Regions from separate parts of the Canis lupus genome. Here region 1 is linked to region 2. The links are chromatin contacts, called in public Hi-C maps. All regions are on one chromosome and are shown on one strand. The core of a region is the stretch at or near the end of the contact, and the rest is flanking DNA. Distances in the headings are between cores, read along the strand shown.

The links. Hi-C and Micro-C count contacts between places; a contact is called where the count stands out from the background.
Region 1: a Hi-C map of blood shows a contact between it and region 2, with 2.8 times the contacts expected there. The contact joins the promoter of INSIG1 here to the promoter of PAXIP1 in region 2. A contact is called at or near these places in 2 of 9 Hi-C or Micro-C datasets (both in blood).

What each region holds. Positions count from the first base shown.
Region 1 is chr16:18,989,072-18,995,632 of UU_Cfam_GSD_1.0, forward strand. INSIG1 (insulin-induced gene 1 protein) reads left to right here and starts at 3,832. Exons shown (of 5, transcript XM_038559804.1): 1 at 3,832-3,924. It overlaps LOC102155017 (a long non-coding RNA gene), which reads right to left and starts at 3,522. Exons shown (of 2, transcript XR_005371062.1): 1 at 3,335-3,522; 2 at 2,514-2,841.
Region 2 is chr16:18,844,597-18,850,695 of UU_Cfam_GSD_1.0, forward strand. It overlaps PAXIP1 (PAX-interacting protein 1), which reads right to left and starts at 4,461. Exons shown (of 21, transcript XM_038559796.1): 1 at 4,313-4,461; 2 at 320-454. The coding sequence starts at 4,393. LOC102154889 (a long non-coding RNA gene) reads left to right here and starts at 4,857. Exons shown (of 2, transcript XR_005371375.1): 1 at 4,857-4,956.

The sequences.
Region 1 (6,561 bases), core at 2,582-5,081, 140 kb after region 2:
TTTGGGAAGAAAGTACGTCACAGCATTTGGTCCATTACCAACAGTAAACTTTCCTTGCATGATGGCCCATCTATAATGAATGATTAACATAAAATGAAGTAATTAAGAACTAAATGCTCTCCTGAACACATTTCCCTAAATACTTAACTCTGAGTAACTGACTGGGGCTGGGGGGGGGACAGAGAGCCCTTATGTATTAGAGAAGCTGCAACAATAACAACGTCACTGGGGATAATGGAGTTGCAAATTCTCAAAATATTTGAATATTGTTTCTGAAACCAAGCCTGTGGTTTGCAAGCCTCACAATGTACACTCACATTCTTCCATTGCCATTCCCCTAGCCTAACTTCATTCGTGGGACCAGATTCCACCGGCATTGGAGCAAACCACAGGCCGTGGGGCAGCAGTACTGAGGCCACATCCACAGCCCTCAGCAAGGACCCAACAGAACACAGTCCGCAGGCAGCCCTCCCACTTCCCACAGGCTCCCTGGGCCTCGAAGCGGCTCCCGGAGGGCTCCTGATTCACAAAGTCCCAGGACAGATGTGAGGGAATGAGGGGTCAGAGGCTGGACTGTGTGGCCAGCAGCTGGGGCAGGGAGAGAAATAGGCACATGAACAGACCTTAACACACCAATAAGCTCATGGAATGGAGAGTCCGTTTCCACACAGGAGACAGACAACACAGAAACCTATAAAATATTCTCATGAGGGGCGCCTGGGATGCTCAGTGAGTTGAGTGTTCGACTCTCAGTTTCAGCTCAGGTCATGATCTCAGGGTCGTGAGATCCAGCCCCACCTCGGGCTTGGTCCTGAGAGTGGAGTCTGCTTGAGATTCTCTCTCCCACTCCCTCTCCCTGCACCACTTGCACACACACTCTCTCTCAAATAGATAAGTAAATCTTTTTAAAAATATGTATTTTCATAAGGTTTGTACTTGTACATAAGGGTATTACACTAAAAGCGACACTGGAGTAGTCTGCATGGCCAGGCAAAATGGCAAGAGAAAAAAACATAAAGAAAACCTAACACATCTTAGATCCCAGAAGACAGATATGCTAATTTCAGTGCTGTAAGGAATCCACCTACACAGCAGCTTGGCAGGTAAGTGAAGAGCAGTCCCCCCTGCTCTTGGGCCTCATATACCTGAATGGACCAGTTTTTGAAAGCTGGTGAGAAGCTCCCTGCATTTACTAGTCTTTCCTGATTGAGTCCATGACATGCCGACATTTCAGGGCCGAGGCTGATGCAGATCCACGTCCACAAGATTCACACCTTGATTGAAAGAAGTGCTTCTCCACCTGCATATGACACTGCAGGCTGATGGCAGGGGAAGGGAGAGAGAACACTGGCTGCTGATGGCTGAGCCGGCAGTGACGTGATTACATAGCGTCCCTTGGATACGTGTGCCGTCATTGAGCCAGACGATCTCCTATCAGTGAACAGTTGGGCAGCTTTTCATGTTTTTGCTTTTACAAAGTTCCAATGTTACAACGGTGTGCACTTACAGTAGATGCGTGGAGAAAATGGCCAAGACCCACATGACACTATGCCATGAAGTCAAGAGCGCTTTGAACTTCTGGGAGCAAGGTTTATAGTGGTGATCAGGGTTTAGAGAGGGATACACAGAGTGTGAAAGCCAGCTTCTGCCCTTCTCACAGAGAGACGTGAGGACGGAACCCCTCCTTCCCACCCACTTCCACTTTGGGTCGTGCCCAAGAAATGCAAACAAGTGACATTATTAGCAAATTATAAGTCTTGATTATGCAGGAGTGTTTGAAAACACTTTTGTCATAGTTCATGATGAAGAAACTTGTTAAAAACTTAGGCTCTCATGGAGGTAGAAAAGATTAGTAGGTTACGTTCACACTGGGTTGGCATGATGGACTGGCTGTAGGGTGTTTACACCATAACCAGGCTGTGTCTGGCCTATAAGTTAGCAGTAGCAGAAAACCCACCATGGACGCTGATGCAATAGTAACAAGCTAATTAATGGATGGCAAGTGTCTTTACGCTGTGCTTCTCAAAACTTTAATGAAACACCCCTTAAAGTCACGGAGTGGGAACACAGCCACTGTAAGACTACTTTTTCCTGAAGTTTCCTGTTTCATCATTGAAAAAATCATGTGAACCCTCCCCTCCCATCTCCCCACCCAACAAAAAAAAGGAACTTTGAAAAATATGAGTATCTCAGGAGGCTGTCTCCATTTTTTTAAAGCTTCTGGCACCGAGTCACAAACCCTGATACTGAAGTTGCCACGTGCAATGGGATTTCATGCTGCCTCAGCCCCCGGGGTCTCTCAGCCACCAGAGGATCTGCTCTAAGTCCCAACTTCCTCTCAATCTCTGCTGATGGGGGACACTACAGAAGACCACGGACTCTTCCCCCGCTACTGTTGAGGAACATCTTAATACCATCTTGCTCAACAAGATGTGAGATTAGCACGGGGCACGGTGTGACACATGTGGGAAACAGGGTCGAAACACATTACACATCAACGAGGTAAAGCAATCTGCTTTTGAAGAGTAAAGTTTAATAAGAGTTTACATTTTCTGTTTTTCTGCAGTACGTGTGATGGTTTGCTTTCCGTAAATAAGGAAAGGCAACGTGAACGTGGGAGAAGTCACTGCAGGAATGAAAAGTGCATCATCTGCATTTTCATCAAAGATTTCATGTCTAAGAAGGGCTTCTGGACCCCTCTAGGCCGCCGGGAAGCACACACCCGCCGACAGCTCCATCTCCGCGCCGGGCTTCGTGCGGGGCATCCACCCACCTAGGCCAGGGAGCAGGTGTGGGGACCGTCAGGCTCTGCAGAAGCGGGCCAGACAGGAGAGGTAGGGGCTGTGGGACCCAGGAAATCTGACGTTAATGCCCTACCCCTGGACAAGCAGAGCAGGACTAACTCCATTTTGTGCTGCACCCGCCACCTCATGTAAAACCCCCCACACGACCTGCCTGTTGTTTAAGGCACTCCCTCACCCCAGTTTAGCTATTAAGCACACCCTTATCAGGAACCAGCACACCTAGGAATGCGGGACCTCTGACTTTTAACCGCCAAAGAATGAAAACCCCGTCTTCTGCCGCCGAACCTGCGCGCCAACTCTAACCAGAATAATAGGCTAGTCCAAATGGTCACTATAGGGCGAATCGTAATTCAATCGGCCACCTGCGTGCGCACCGACATGACTGTGCAACTTTCTGTGTGTTACAATCTCCCTGGGCACGGACCCCTGCAACACTGCTGTGCTTCTTAGCCTCGGGGTCCGAGCCCCTGCTCCGCTGTGTCGGGTACACTTGGACCCAAGCTCCAGCTTGCAAATAAACCCTCATGTACTTGCAGCGGCGTCGGCTCCTCGGCGGTTTCTCGGATGCGCGGTCTTGGGCACAACAGGGGCAGCGTCAGGTGACGCGGCAGGTGCAGCGCGATCACCTGCTGCCGGCGCGGTGCAGAGGCCGGTTAGCAGGGGACGCCACCGTGCGCCACGTCCGGGGAGGACCCGCCGCCCGCTCTCCCCTCCCCTCCCCTCCCCTCCCCTCCCCTCCGGGCCCGCCGGCCCCCAGCTCCCCGCCGCCCCGCCGCCGTCCACCCGCCCCGCCGCCCCGCAGTCCACCCGCCGGCCGTCCGCGCTCCCGAGCCAGCGCCGGGCGCGAGGTGGCGGTGGCGTGTGCTGACGTCATATGGGCCGCCCGCCTCCGATTGGCCACCGCCGCCTCACCAGACCGCGAGCGGACGGGCGCGCGGGCGGGGCGGGGCGCGCGGAGGCCACGCCCCCCGACGGCGGGCCGGGCGGGGTCACGTGACCCGGGCCCCACCGCCCGCCTTATAAGCCGCGCCGCGCGCCCCGCGCCACGGGCCCAACTCCAGGCGGTCCCGGCCGCGACCTCTTCCCCCCCGAGCCCGCGCGCGGGCGCCCCCCCGGACAGGTACGCGGGGAGCGTGGGAGACTCCGGGGCCGAGCTCGGGGCGGGAGCCGGGGGCGCGGGGCCTGGGGCGGTCCGGGCGCCCCCACCCACCCCCGGGAGCCGCGGGGACCCGGGCCCGGCCCCGGGGCGGAGCTGCACGCCTGACCCCCGCGGGTCGGCTCGGCCCCCCCCTGCCCCGGGCCCGGGTAACTTGCGCTGCGCGCGGACGGCGTGTGGGAAACTTTGGGGCCGGACGGGCCAGCGCTGGAGGCGCGTGCGGAGGGCACCGGGGCCGCTCGGTGCTGGCAGCCGGTCCCAGACGCCTGGCCGCCGCCGCCGCCGCCCGCAGCCCCGCGCCACCCAGCGGGCACCCGGCGGGACCTGGGCGCGGGCCGTGCCGTCTGCGGGCGCCCGGAGCCCCGGCTTCCCGCGCGAGCCGCGAGGCCCGCACCTCGCCCTCCGCCCGACGCCGCCCGGGCCCGGCTCCCCAGCTCCCCAGCTCCCCAGCTCCCCAGCTCCCCTCGCCCGCGAGCGTGACGGGGCCCCGCCCCTCTCCCTGCAGGAGCGCCGGCGCGCCCCGGTGACCGATGCCCCGGCTGGACGACCACTGCTGGAGCTGTTCGTGCGCCCAGGGCGCCAGGCACCGAGGCCTCCCGGTGGCCGGGGCCGGAGGGCTGGCGGCTAAAGTGGGAGACATGCTCAGCCCCGCGGCGCTGGCGGCCCGCCGCGGCCCGGACCCCGCGCCCGCTCACGGGCCTCGCAGCCCCGGGGCGGGGGGGGCTCGCGGCGCTGGCGGCGGCTCCCCGGGCAGCTGGCACCACCACCTGGTGCGACGGAGCCTGGTGCTGTTCTCGGTGGGGGTCGTGCTGGCCCTGGTGCTCAACCTGCTGCAGGTGCAGCGGAACGTCACGCTGTTCCCCGAGGAGGTCATCGCCACCATCTTCTCGTCGGCCTGGTGGGTCCCGCCGTGCTGCGGGACGGCGGCCGGTGAGTGCAGCGGGGGTGGGGGCGCCGCTCGGGGGCGCTGCTCGGGGCCGCCGGGCCGGCCTCCCGCCGACCTGGCCCGGGGGCCGCGCGCGCCGAGCCCGCCGCCGTCCCCGGGCTGAGCGCACCCCGGATTGGCGGCGGGCGAACTGGTGAGCGGCACGGCGGCGCTGCCATTGGCCCGGCGCGCGAACACGCTACCCGCCGGCCACCGAAAACAAACCGTCACGTGCGCCCCGCCGGGCGGGGGCGGGGCGGGGCGGAGGGGACGCCCGGCGGGCCGCGGGGTGCCGCGGGGTGCCGCCCGCTGACTCCGTGCGCAGGGGCCGCTGACTCCTGGGGGACTTGTTCTGCTCCCGTGCCCACGCGTGGTGGATCTCGGCTTGGCTCGGAAGACCGCCTAGCGCTTCTCTAGCGGCGCAGCCTTCGTGCATACGCGCCGTGTCAGGCGTTTCCTGCAGCCTCGCCAGCTGCCAGCTGCGGGAGTAGAGAACGGGCGGGGCGGGCCCCAGCCCTCGGCCCCTGCCCTCGGGGAGCCACGCTCTGCTGGGCAGAGCACAGGTGTACCCAAGTGGGACAGCCGTCGCGGGGGTGCCGCGCTGTGGGCTGTGTGTCCAGCCTTGATGGGTTGCCTGCCGTGGGTTTTACGTGCTTACAACTTAAGCCTGTTCACTCCTTACAACAGTACTCTGTGATGGCTCCATTTCACAGATGTGGAAACTGGGTGCAGAGACTTTAAGCATCCCTGTCTAAGGGGACACAGTAAACGGCAGACCGCTGTGCATAACTCTGCAAACTGCCTCCCTGGAGTCTGGGTGTGTCCCCTACACTGTGGAGACACATCCTCTTTGCAGCAGACTGGCTGAGAACAGCTGGATGGCACAGGGCTGGGAGTGGAAGCTATGTTCTGGCCAGGGCACGTCAGTCACTGCCGGGTGAGGGGTGGGGGTAGAGCACCCACTCAGTGGGTACAGTGCCTTCATCTCCGTTCTTAGAAAGGTAGGATCCTACTTTGCCTTTCTAAATCCTTTAATCATACAGCTATCCTATTAAAAATCCTTTTTGAGAAAGTTACCTAGAGCAGATCCCATCTTTCATGCACATTTGGTACAGTAGTTCTTTCTCTGAATCAAAAATTCGGTCTTAAAAAGGAAATATTTTAGGTTAGGTTTTATTTGCAATTGAAGCGTCAAGGAATTCTGCACTCTCTCAGTTTCTCATACCTTCCTTAAAAAAAAAAAAAAAAAAATTACCAGATAAGCATAGGGCAAAATTCTTCAGTACGGTTGTGCCTCTTTACCCTTTAACCTTAAAAGGTAAGATTAAGTTATAGCTAAATAAGTTATAGAATTGTTTGGGTTTCAGTTTTCAAAACTCTTAAAATTAGAATTTGATAAACTGTAAGACAAAATTGAAACTGAAACTCTCAGTTTCATTGATTATTTTCACCAGAACTGTGTCCCTTATTTGTCCAGGAACCTGAACTAGTTACTCCTTTCCTAGGATAGCAGGTGGAACTGCTCCTTGGCTTTCAAGCCTCTGCACTTGGCATCTTTAAGTGCTGAGCCCCATGTCCCACAGTTGGTCCCGTGGGCCTGGATCCCCAGCAGCCTCCAGGCACCCTGTTTGTTCCTGCCTTTACTATGTCCCTGAGTGCCACACCCTCCCCCTGTC
Region 2 (6,099 bases), core at 3,211-5,710:
TCCCCAGTGCCCAGCGCTGGAAGATGACACACCCATTTCCTGGACACATCCTTGGCATAGAGAGCTGCAGGCAGAGATGAACCGGGGCCACGCCATAGCAGGTGCATGAGCTGAGCAGTTCAGAGTTACCTGCACGTGCAGAAACCTTGCCACAGTATGATTTAATGCAAAGGGCCTTATGCTGCAGTCGGATACTGGTGTGTTCAAAGAGCTCTGATGGCCTGGCAGCTTCCCATACAAGACAGTACTTCGGCAAGACCCTGTATCGATTTCAAGGCACACGATGAAGTGTGTAAAATTAATAAGATTTACTACTGACCTTAACTACAGGTAAATCAAAGACTTCACGAGCTTCTCCAACCTCAGGGTTATCCCCGTCTTCTGAGATTATGTGTGAGGCTAGCGCATTGTAGGATACTTCCTTAGCTTTCCCAGCTTTGAGAAGCTGGATAACCTTCAAAAAACCACACAAATTAAAATGAAAAACATTGCATTTCATTCCTGATTTCCACAAATTGTTGTGAATGAAAATGCTAATAAAAACATACCATATTCACCACACAATTAATAACCTTTTACTGAGTCATATGCAATCAAACATTTGAGAGCAGAGGAAAGCAGCAGATCCCAATCCACTGACCAAGTGAACATGAAGGCTGTGAGCTGGGCACTAGCTGGTCTCTGTCCTGAGGACTGAAGATCTGACAGGCAGCCAGGACAGTGCTGAGAGGGCAACCAGGCTCAACCCTCAAGGTTTAGGAACAGGTAGTTTCATCACAAATGGGAAAGTTTCCAGAAAAGGAGCTAAAATGAGCGGATTCTTGATGAATTTAAGGACTTAGTGAGACAAAAATACATGGGCTGTTGGAGGGGAGAGAGGGTAGCAGCATTCAATACACCGGACAGGTGATAGGGTCTAACAGTCATGTGCTACACACACATGGGTTTTATTCTCCTATAGAAGCGTCTTCTGGAGCGACACAAGGGTTTTCAGCAGGGAAATGGCATGACCAGATTTGCTGAAATAGATTGGATTGCGTTTGAGATAACAGCAGGAATCCAGGGTCACAGACCAAAGAACTATCACTAGGGGTTAGGAAGAAGAAACAAGTGCCTGGGAGAGGTAGGAGTGCAAGAAAAAAAGCCTGGGGACACAAGAATAGCCTCCACTGAGGAACATGTTATGAGCACACAGGCGAGGAAGAAGAAAAGTACTTTAGTCTGGGGCACATCCTTCTCATGCCAGGTGGAAGGGCTAGGAAAATGCCTGGGCCCCCACCAGATGGGAGTCAATGGTGGCCAAAGTTCTGAGAGTGAGGTCCCCAGGTGCAACGCAGTAAATAGACTGGAGGCTACTCACAGGCCAGAGACTTCAGGGACAGGTGCAGGTGAGGGCAGAGCCTGAGAAGCCCAGGTGCGCACCACATAGGAAAGCGAACTGATGCCCACAACGCTTAATTTACCCACAAGGTGGACAACTTTTTCAGGATGTTTTATTGACCATCCAGAGGTAGCAACTGGGACCAATGCTCAGTATTTGTTTAGTAAGTGAAAACCAGTAGGTGTAGCCACACGTCACCTCCAAACTTCTTTAGTTTTCACATCCACTCGACTTGACCCACAGAAAATGGTACCCTCCTCTATCCACCCTCCAGTTTGCATTTCCAACCCTACCACATTTTTTAGGAGTCATGAGATTTCAATCTCTCCCTTTCCACCCAAGAACAAAGAAGGCCTCGCTGGTCCTCACATGCACTCACACACCTCCAGGCTCCTTCTCTGCTTCCTCTTCCTGACAGATCACTTGGAACCGTCCAAGATGTCTTCACTTCCTGCTCACTCTTCACCCACCGTCGCCTGCCTTTTCTACAACTCTGCTGAAATACTAATTTTTTCATGGACTTGAAGGGTGCCCAAACTTGTAGCTTCTTTCTAATCTTCACACTACTAAATCTATTACTAGATTTAGCTCATGTCACTCTTGCACTAGGTGTACTGATCACCCTGGTGTGTTTCAAATACATCAATGCTTCTGTTCCTCAGCACACATTTAACACGAAAAACATCACCTTACCCTATTAATTTCAGGGTATAGCTCAACACCCCACTGATACGACAACTACTTTCAAAAAGTTCAAGGGATCCCTGGGTGGCTCAGCGGTTTGGTGCCCACCTTCAGCCCAGGACGTGATCTTGGAGTCCCGAGATGAATCCCACATCGGGCTCCCTGCATGGAGCCTGCTTCTCCTTCTACCTGTGTCTCTGCCTGTGTGTGTGTGTGTGTGTCCCTCTCTCATGAATGAATAAAACCTTAAAAAAAAAAAAAAGTTCAGTGGTGCCTCTTCCTAAGCACCTCACATTTATAATTTAAAGTCTGTCCTTGCCACACCTACCACCCTACACCACCATGTCTTCCGGTGTGCTCCCCATCCCCAGCAATGAAGGGTTCTTGAGAGGAATCAGTTCTTCTCATCTTCAGTCCAATGCTTTAACAGGTGCTAGATGTTCAATACACATGAACTTTCTGAATCCATATTTATAAGATTCAGGGAATCAATGTTCTGGCTCTAAATCATTTAGAAAATCTACTGTTTCACATCAAAGTAGTTTGCCAAGGACATTTTTAAGCACTTAGATTTGACTCATAGTTGAGCAAATATGGTTCCAATTCAGCTCATTCCAGGTTTTAAGTAACATTTGATTCAAGTCCCCCATAAGAGCCAAAGTCCTAAAATGAAATAAAGAGAGTAGGAAGGAGGTGGGGGAGAAGGTTGGATAGTGAAAGACAGGAAAATTATCAATACCGGAAAAAGCTGCCACTGCTACAGGCATTCATCATGATCTCTATGGGTTCAACACCGGTTTACCTTTAAATTCAAGGACCAGTCTCTTCACCCTACAGTTACAACAGAACAAGGGTCCACCCTGAAAGTCACACAAGGGAGTTTAGTTTACTAAGATACAAACAGACCAGCCTCTACAAGGTCAAGACCAATCAACCTTCCATAATTCTTTCCATGCCAACCAAGATCATTGGTTAAACATCTGTCTCCACTCTTGAGGACGAAGGTCTGATCACCTGGCTCCAAGTCTCTTCACCTCCAAGCTTAGCCCTCATAGCATATAAGCCACCCCAGGTAATTTTACCTGCACAAACTTTAATAAAAAGAATGTTGTGAAGATTCACCTGAAATAGATATTCAACTAAGATTCACTTCCACAGTGCAAGAGTAACACCCTGACGTTTAAACAGATGTATTACGGGGTGGGGTGGGGGGGGGGGCTTAGAAAAAACTGTATCTTTTGGTATGGGCCTGTTCAATGTTCACAATTTTAGTGCTACCTGGATATCTTCCACATTTACTGTTTAATCCCAATTAGGAAAATCAAGAAATAGGAATTAGAGGGTTTCAAACGAAGCACTTCCCACATGATTGCAGCTGCACAGCCCAGCCCTGTGAGCTCTGGTGGCTGGCCACACCAGGGGCTGTTCACTACACCCCAGCAGCCTGGACCTGGGGTTCCCACCTGAGCTCCATTCCCTTCACCTTGTCCCCACTCTCGGGCCCCCTGTTCTGGGAGCACAGGCACATGGGGTGGGCAACAGGAAGGATGCTCCTGCTCCAAATCTGCCTCAGAAAGCAGCAAAGTAGCAACTGGCTGAGGTGGCAGATGGGTTTGGGGGACTTACCTATGCGACAGGATGCCGGACCCCCACCAGGCAGAGGCCCGAGACGTGGCCCCCCACCCCATGTCCTCCCCTCCTCTCTGGTCAGGAAGTAGACCCCTCTACTGATAGTCCCAGTAGGGCATGACCCAGATCTCCACGCCTCCCTTCATGCTCCCTCTAATCCTGGGTCCTTTAGAGCCCCCGTGTTCCAGCCTCCAGGCCGCGGGTCTAGAAGTCGGCCCCCAGGTCCCCTGCCGTAGGTCCCCTCGCTGGGTCTGCTTCGGAAGGTCGCTCCCCTGGGCTCGCCGGTCGCAGGTCCCGCAGGACCCCCACCCCGGGTCCTCCACCTGCCCTCCGCGGGTCAGCTCCCGAAGGTCCCTCGGCCGCCCCCCAGGTCCCCTCCCGCAGGTCCCTTCCCCCGGCCCCTCGGCCCCTCGGCCCCCCAGCCCCGGGCCTGCTCGGCGCCCGGCGGCCCAGCGTCGGCGCAGCCAGGCCGGCGGCCCGGGCGGCGGGGCCCAGACGTTCTGCGGCCAGGCGCGCGCCCGCGGCGGGAGCAGGGACGGGACGGGGACGGCGACGGGGACGCGGCGGGCGGAGGGCGCGGGCGGGCGCGGGCGGGCGCGGGCGGGGGCGGCGCGGTACCTGCGGGTCGATGTCGCCCACCGCGTAATACTTGACCTCTCGGAACATCTCCTCGGGAACTTTGGGCGCCGGGTCCGACATGGTCGCGGCGGCCGCAAGGCTCCGCGGCGGCTCCCGCCCCGCCCCGCGGGGCCCGCTCCCCAACCGCGCGGCCGGGGCCCGGTCCTGCGAGTCGGGCCCGCTCCCCCGCCCTCCGCGCCCCCGCCCGCGCCGAGCGGCCCAAGCGCGGGAGCCGCGCGCGCCCTGCGGGACGCACCATCCCGCCGGCCGCCGAGGGGGAGCGCCGAGGGCCCGGCCGCCCGCCGGCGCCGCCCCCCACCTCCCCCGCGGCTCGAACCTCCGCGGGCACGGCCCCCACGAGGCCCGCTCCACACACCCGGAACCCGGAGCCGCCGCCGCCTCGAGAGGCGGACCCCGAGGACGCGGACAAACGCGCCCCCCCCCCGGCGCGGTCCGAGTGGGCCGGTCCCGGGAAAGAAGGGAACGCGGAGGCCCCTCCCGTCAACACGCGCGGCCGCTCGGGCTGCGCAGGCGCGCGGCGCGGGGGGCGGGGCTTGCGGCCGGCGGCGGAGGCGATGGCGGCGCGGGGCGGCCTCGGGCCCCGGAGGGACTCCTGTCGCCGCCGGCCGCCCGACGGGACCGAGGTAACGCCGCAGCGCCCGCAGGCGACAGAGGTCGGGTCTCGGGCGCTCGGCCCCGGCCGAGGGGCGGGCGCCGGACGGCGTGCGGGACGGAGGGCGCCGCGGCTGGCCGGGGTCCTGGGCCTCGCCGGTGGGCGTCTCGCCGTCGCACCCGCAGCGCACTCCTGCCGAGGGAGGCCCTGCCCCCCCCCACACACAGCCCCCGGCGGCGGCCCGTCGTGACGTGCGCGTTCTGACGTCACCCTGCCGGCGCCGCCCTGACGCGTCCTCTCCCTGATGTCACCCGGCGGCGCCGCGGAGCTGGCTGCTGTCACCTGCTGAGTGGTCAGCGTTCTCGAGTCCGTGCGAGTGCGGTTGGTTTTTTAAAGACCCGGGAACCTCCGGAGTTCCGTTCTGGGGTCTGCCTGAGCTGTGCGGTCTGCGGGGACGGGCGCTCGGGGCGGAGCAGGACGGGGTGGTGGGACCGGGGAGGACGAGGCAGGATAGGGAAGGATGGGGAGGACTGGAGAAGACGGGGTGGTGGGACCGGGGCAGGACAGGGCAGGGTGGGGGAAGATGGGGGGGATGGGGGAGGACGGAGCAGGACGGGGTGGTGGGACCGGGCAGGACAGGGCAGGGTGGGGGAAGATGGGGGGAGATGAGGAAGGACGGGGAGGACGGAGCAGGACGGGGTGGTGGTATCAGGGCAGGACAGGGCAGGGTGGGGGAGGATGAGGATGAGGAAGGACGGGGAGGACGGAGCAGGACGGGGTGGTGGGACCAGGGCAGGACAGGGCAGGGTGGGGGAGGATGAGGAAGGACGGGGAGGACGGAGCAGGACAGGGTGGTGGGACTGGAGAGGAGGCAGCAGGATAGGGGAGGTTGGGGAGGATGGAAGAAGATGGGGTGGTTGGACTGGGTAGCCCAGGAGGACGGGAGAAGAAAGGGAAGGATTGGTGGGGGTGTTGGCTGGCCGGGGAGAACCAGGCAGAACGAGGAGGAGGGAGCAGGACAGGGAAGGATGGAAGAAGATGGAGCAGGATGGGGAAGGATAGAGCGGCCGGGGAGGACAGGGCAGCTGGCTGGAGGGCGCCTCGCCGGGTGCGTTTGGACTCATCACTCCCTGTGTGCTTGCAGCCAGCACATTCCTGCGATGAAAAATAAAAA